2 separate regions of the Ovis aries genome follow, and region 1 is linked to region 2. A link is a contact called in public Hi-C data. All regions are on one chromosome and are shown on one strand. Each heading gives the region's core, a stretch centred on a gene start, on an enhancer-like site or on the middle of the called end of the contact. The rest is flanking DNA. Distances are from core to core; before and after follow the strand shown.

Region 1 (3,234 bases), core at 569-3,068, 190 kb before region 2:
TATCTGCCAGGCAATTGTTTTTTCTTTCTTTCATTCTTTTTTTAATCATTAAAAAACAATCAAATTTCACTGGAGCAATGCTTGCCTCAAGTCACATCTACACATTTATTAAAACCCCTTCTGTTTGCCTAGTTCAACAGGAAGTCTTGGAGAAGGGAATACTTAATATTCCCTCTCTGATTGTAAAAAATGGATAATGCTGTGGGGAAGAGATTTACACCCACACACACACACAAACAATCAAAGGGAAAGTTATGCAGTATATATAATACAATGCCACAGAAGGTCAGAGAGTGGTAATTTTATTTCCTGGATTTTATTACTAAGGGGATGCAATGAAAGAGACACCATGGGTAGAGGATTTGGAGGACTGGAATATTGTGGTGGGAAGATTTTTTGTTTTCCACCAGATGAGTGAAAAACAACCAAGGGAGCAGTGGATATTGAGAAATGGAATACTTCCAACCATGTTGGTACAATCATCAGCGATTGCACCCATCCAGTGTGAGCAGGTGAGCCCTAAGGGAACTTAGGTAGAAGAATACCTGCTATCTAGCAGCCAGCATAATAGCCAAACTCTGTTATGAGCCCTGGGGAAAGAAAGCTCAAGAGTGAAAACACAGGATGCTGGCCAGGTAGCTGAGATACCTATAAAAGGAATGATTTCAATGAGCCCAGACTCTTGCATCTTCCCATACACAGTTGTTACGGTTTCGTCACTAAGTTGTGTCTGACTCTTTGCTACCTAACCCCACGGACTGCAGCCCAGCAGGTTCTTCTGTCCATGGGAATTTCCCAGGCAAGGATACTGGGAACCAGTTGCCATTTCCTTCTCCAGGGGATCCTCCCCACCCACTGATTAAAACCACAGATTGCACCCCCGTTTCCTGCACTGGTAGGAAAATTGTTTACCTCTGAACCACCAGGGAAGTCCCTTCCATACATAGAAAAGTACTAAATTCCTTAACTTGGGATATCTGGGTTTCTTTAATTAACAATAACCTTCTCATGTTCAGATTACCTGCCCTTTGTTGCAAAGCTTCTATGTAACCTGGCTCCTCCCCCCTTACCTTTTTGGAGCAGTTCTCTCAGGGTTATTTGAGAGGTTCCCTCCCTGGCTTACCTTCTAAAAATTCTGCTGAATAAAACCTAATGCTCAACATTTAGATTGCATGTAATTTTTAAGTTGATAATATGCATGCCAATACAGCAGTCACGAAGCATGACTTTTCAGCAAGCATTTTCATCATTTAGGGTAAATGTTAAAGGGAGTTCTAAAAGGGAATTTGCTTCTGTATAAATGATGTGGTCTGTGTGATTCAGAGAGCTAATCAAAGAACTTGTCCACACTGTGGCTTGGAGACATACTTTGAACCCATTTTTTAAGCAAGGTAAACTCAAACAGCATAGAAGAGGGACCACTGCGAGGGAACTAACCAGGCCCAATGACTTTGCAGGAAGGGGCATCGTGGATACTTCTGCTAACCGTTGCGACCACCCCTGATGGTTGCTAGGGTTTCAGCATCAGGACTTAGAAACTGAACAACAACAAAGTGTTCACCACCACGAATGGAATTTGAGTAATCCCTTTCAAAGGTTGAAAACACAACAGAACTAGGCGAGAAAAAGAACGGAGGATCTGAGAGCGGCCGGGAAAACCAAAGCAGACGGGACGCGGTGAACCCCGGAGGGCCCGGCAGCCCAGTGGAAGTTCCCAGAGGACACGCGACCGCCTGCGACCTGTCCTAGGCGTGGTCCCTCCGGGCTCGCTGCCGGCGGGGGAAGCGTTGAGATGCCCCCACGCGGTGTGCGCTCCCACTGCAGGCGGCCGAGCTCCGGGGGAAATGGAGAGGGGTGAGAAGTGTGGAGCCGCGGAGGTCCCATCGCGCGGGAGGACGTTGGATGGAGGGAGAGGCGAGCCACTGTGGGGTCCAGAGGGAAGTGGGCTCCGAGGGAGCGCCACGGAGCAGCGCCTGGGGAGGGGGTTCCTGAAGCGTGAGGCTGGGCGTGAACGCAGGAGAGGACCAGTGGAGATAAGACGGGGGTCCCCAGGGAGGTAAAAGGGAACAGCAGACAGGGACAGGTGCAGTGAGGTCCCCGGTGAGCGGGAGAACACACACTCAGCCTCCAGCGGGTAGCGGGGGCGGTGTGCGGACATTGACGTGAGAGGAGGCGGCCAGGGGCCGCGGGGCGTGACCGGGAAGCCCCGCGCGCGCCACCGCCAGGGAGCAGGCGGGAGCGGGAACTGGAAGCTGCGAGTCTGGAGGGCGCGGCGTCAACAGCCACCGAGGCGGGGCTGAGGGGAGGCCGAGTGCGCGTGCGCGGCCCGCGCGGGCGTCGGAAGGGGGGGCTTCGGGAGCGCGCGCGCGCGCGCGGCCAGGCAGCCTGGGCAGCGGGTCCTGCCTGTGACAGAAGGTGGCGGCGGGTCCTCTCTGTGTCTGCTGCGGCGCCTGCTCTAGACGCCTGCGGCGGCTGCGGCGACCCAGCGGCGGGCGCGGAGATGTGGCCCCTGGTAGTGGTTCTGCTGCTGGCCTCGGTGCGCTGCGGTGAGTGGTGACTAGCTCTTGGTTCTACAGCTTGTGTCTCGGCGCCCCCGCGGGTGTGTGGGCTGCGCCCGGCTGGCCCGGCGGCTCCCTGGAGAGGGTGGCCGGGGCGCGGGACGAGCGGGCCCTTGCACGGGTGCAAGGCCCCGGGTGCAGACGCGGGAGGGCCCAGCGGGTGATCGGCACCCCCTTCCTTTCTTCCTTTCCTTCCTCTTCCTCTTCCCCCTGGGTGAGAGCGGGGCACATCTTCCCCTGTTTGCCACCACCGAGGAAGACTCCAACCGTGCACCTCGCGCAAAAATTAGCTCTGGAGAGAAGGGGCGCGATCGGAGGCGAGGGGTTGGCAGCTGTTAGGGTATCCCTCTTTCGTACCCCTGTCCCTCCCCGTGCTTTAAACGTTTTGGGGGTTGAAGGAAGGAGAGTAGGAGGGCCCCAGCCTCTTGTGATGCAAGTACGCATTTTGGCAAAGTCTGCTAGAAGGGGTTTCCTCCTTTTGCCCTACCACACGAACATAGGAGTTAAGAGGACGTAAAGGACACAAATAAGTTTCATTTACAACCCAGCGTTTAATCAGAAGATTCTCTGGCTGTTTTTTTTTTTTTCTTTCTTTCTTTTTTTTAACCCTAGAAATATAGCTTACTGGGTGGAAACTACCCCCACGCCCCACCACCATCAGCCACTTCAATACAGT
Region 2 (2,969 bases), core at 419-2,918:
AGGAGGCAAGTAATGTGGTCTGGTAGTCCCATCTCTTTAAAAATGGTCCACAGTTTGTTGTGACCCACATAGTCAAAGGCTTTAACTTTTTGTAATCAATGAAGCAGAAGTAGATATTCTTTTGGAATTCTCTTGCTTTTTCTATGATCCAACAGATGTTGGCAATTTAATTTATGGTTCCTCTGCCTTTTCTAAATCTAGCTTGAACATCTGGGAGTTCTCAGTTCATGTATTGTTGGAGCCTGTCTTGTAGAATTTTGAGCATTACTTTGCTAGCAAAATCTACATCTTTAAGAAGATTCCCAGGTAATCTCTATGCACATTGATGTTTGAGAAGCACTGATCTAAAACAACAGTTTTCCGACTTAGTGTATATCAGAATCACCTGTGGGGCTTAATAAAATACAGATTTCTGAGCCCCACTTCCAGTATTTCAGATTCAGTAGGTCTGGGGGTGCTGAGAATTTGCTTTCCTAACAAGTTCTCAGATGGTGCTGATTTGGCTGGTCTTCGGACCACACTTCTGAAAACCACTGCTCTAAAGAAAACAAAGTGGCAGAATTGGCAAAAATTCAGTGGCTTAATAACCAGAAGCTTTGCATATTAGCTTTTATTCCTCAAGTAGCTAGCCATGTGACCTTGAGAGGGCCTTTGTGCTCTCTATGGCTCTTTTCCTCATTGGTAAATACAATGATCTGAGGATCAGCTCAAGCACAGCACTTGCCTTCTCAATTCTGTGTACATGTCTCCGCTCTGCACTGTCAGCTCCTGAAACCAGGAACCATATTTTAATTATCATTTTATCCCCAGTGAGACCCTAGAAGTCTCTTGGTTGTATGAGTGCATAAATGAGCAAATAAAGAAATGAATCCAAGACATAATATCCTGGTTGTGAAAGCATTTTAAAAATGAAAGAGGAGCTGTCCTGGTGACCCAGTGGCTAAGACGCCAGGCTCCCGGTGCAGGGGTCTTGAGTTCAATCACTGGTCGGGGAACTAAAGATCCCACATGCCACAACAAGATCTGGTGCAGCCAAATAAATAAAAATAAGTATTAAAAAGAAAGATATTTTTATGACTGTCATATATGGTACCTAGTTCTTCAAAATTGTTGATTAAACACGAGAGTTTCAAGGACACAGATGATCATGAAAACAACGGCATCAAGAACTACTTAATATTCATGGTGATACTATCAGACTAAATGCAAAAAATAATCATAGTTGGTGAAGAAGACATATTCCAGATATTGAATCCAGTAGGCATGGAAACTATAAGACACCAGGAAGTGTGATCTGATGCGTCACGAGGGAGATGAGGATTGGAGCAATTAAACCAACTCAGGGCCAGCCAAAAATTCTAGCAAACTGGCAGCCAACTTCTGCTTTAAGGGTGAGTCAGAGGATTTCTGGGAAGAGGACTCTGCACTTTCAAGTCTGGCAGTTCAGCATCCTCTTTCGTGGTGGTTGGAGTGGAGAGCAGCAGGGTACAGGTTTATCTGCATTCCAGCCCCTCTCAGCACACAGTCCCTCTAGGATCCTTGCATGACCTCAAAAGAGCAGTTCAAACCTCCAAGCCAGGTCTAGGCTCTAACTCTCATTTTATAGGTCCTGCTGCTTGCAAGGGACTCAACCTAGCTTAGAATCCTTCTGCTCCCAGCGGACCAGGGTGTGACACCAAGAAAGCGTACAACTTCCTTGTTACTTTAGAAACTCTTCAAGTTCCCCTGCGGGCCACTGCCTTACCCTGTCTAATGGCAATAAAAGCAAGAACCAAATATTTCTGCCTGTGTCAAGAAAATAATGTTGAAAGAAAGGAAAATTGGATCAACAGCTCTATATGTAAGAAGATGAGCAGCCGAATGTGATCAGGGACTAGAATATTTAATTAAGAGGGAGTAGATGTCCTTGGTACATGAAAACTCAAATTTGTTTCCTCAGGAAGTTTTCATTTTCCTCTGCTATGTACCTCTGTCATCTACTTGCTTGCATTAATTTTTTTTTTTTTCAGAAAAAAATGCAGCATACAACTAGGCAACAATGTAATGGGGTTTAATTAATGTTTGGGAAGTATTTTGAGTTTCTTTGATGAACCATGTTGGCTGCCACTCAGGGACTTATAGCATAATATTCCTGCTGGTTGTTAAGATTTTACAGTGAAAAAAAATTCCACTGGATCTAAAACACTGCTGATGGGTGAGGTTTTATTTAATAAGCTAAAGAAAATAGTACATTACAATCACCTAAGCACATGAATGTCTGTAAGGTTGCTAAGCTATAACCAAATGTATCTGCAGAAGGGAATAAAAAAGGTAGCAAAGCTCAGGAAAGTCAGTATTAGATTCCTACCAACAGATAATTGTAATGCCAGTGTGGGTTGCTAGAGGAAACACCAATAAAATTACCAGGCATCAGACCCTGGTGTTTTAGGCAATTTACAGGGAAAAGTTGAGCATGGCTATTATTTGAGCTCAGCAAGGAACAGAACATTTAAGCAGAGCCAAATGTGGGTGCAGCAGACATAAACATCTATGCATTTATGTATGCAAATTAGTATAAACATTTGATAGGCTTCAGATTATTTTCAACGGCTTTTCCTTCTCTGTGATGACACTGAAATGTCACCATCTCCAAGCATCAACACTTCTTTGAGTGCAGCTCAGCAACTTCCGTATTTATGCTTACTCTTATTTGAAGCACAATTCTATTAATAACAAGTTTGGTTAGCTGATTTCTGGACCCATGGCATATTAGAGGCAAGAAATAAGGTAAGGGAAGAGGGCTGCTAAGACAGATGCTCTGATATCACCAAATAGTGACCCAGACACTCTTGCCAGTATTTCATCCAGCAGTCATTTTAGGCTGTGCAATGTTTACTTATAAACAATTTCTCCCCAGGTTGGTCAGGTAGCTGGGGAGCCATCTACCCAATGAGTCAGCAATTCCCTATCATCCACTCATGTCCTGTGTG

The links. Hi-C and Micro-C count contacts between places; a contact is called where the count stands out from the background.
Region 1: a contact with region 2 is called in a Hi-C map of tail adipose tissue, with 3 times the contacts expected there. The contact joins the promoter of CD47 here to the enhancer-like site in region 2. A contact is called at or near these places in 8 of 16 Hi-C or Micro-C datasets (blood, muscle, retroperitoneal adipose tissue and 1 more).

Annotation. Positions count from the first base shown.
Region 1 is chr1:173,826,894-173,830,127 of ARS-UI_Ramb_v3.0, reverse strand. It overlaps CD47 (CD47 molecule), which reads left to right and starts at 1,818. Exons shown (of 9, transcript XM_060417303.1): 1 at 1,818-1,854. The coding sequence starts at 1,845.
Region 2 is chr1:173,633,225-173,636,193 of ARS-UI_Ramb_v3.0, reverse strand. No RefSeq gene overlaps it. Among named protein-coding and RNA genes, the nearest start is that of CD47, 190 kb to the left of the region's middle. Within about 2 kb of position 1,668, at least 16 of the 54 cell types and tissues checked have an H3K27ac peak or open chromatin away from gene starts, as enhancers often do. A contact at or near this core is called in tail adipose tissue, where this site is marked.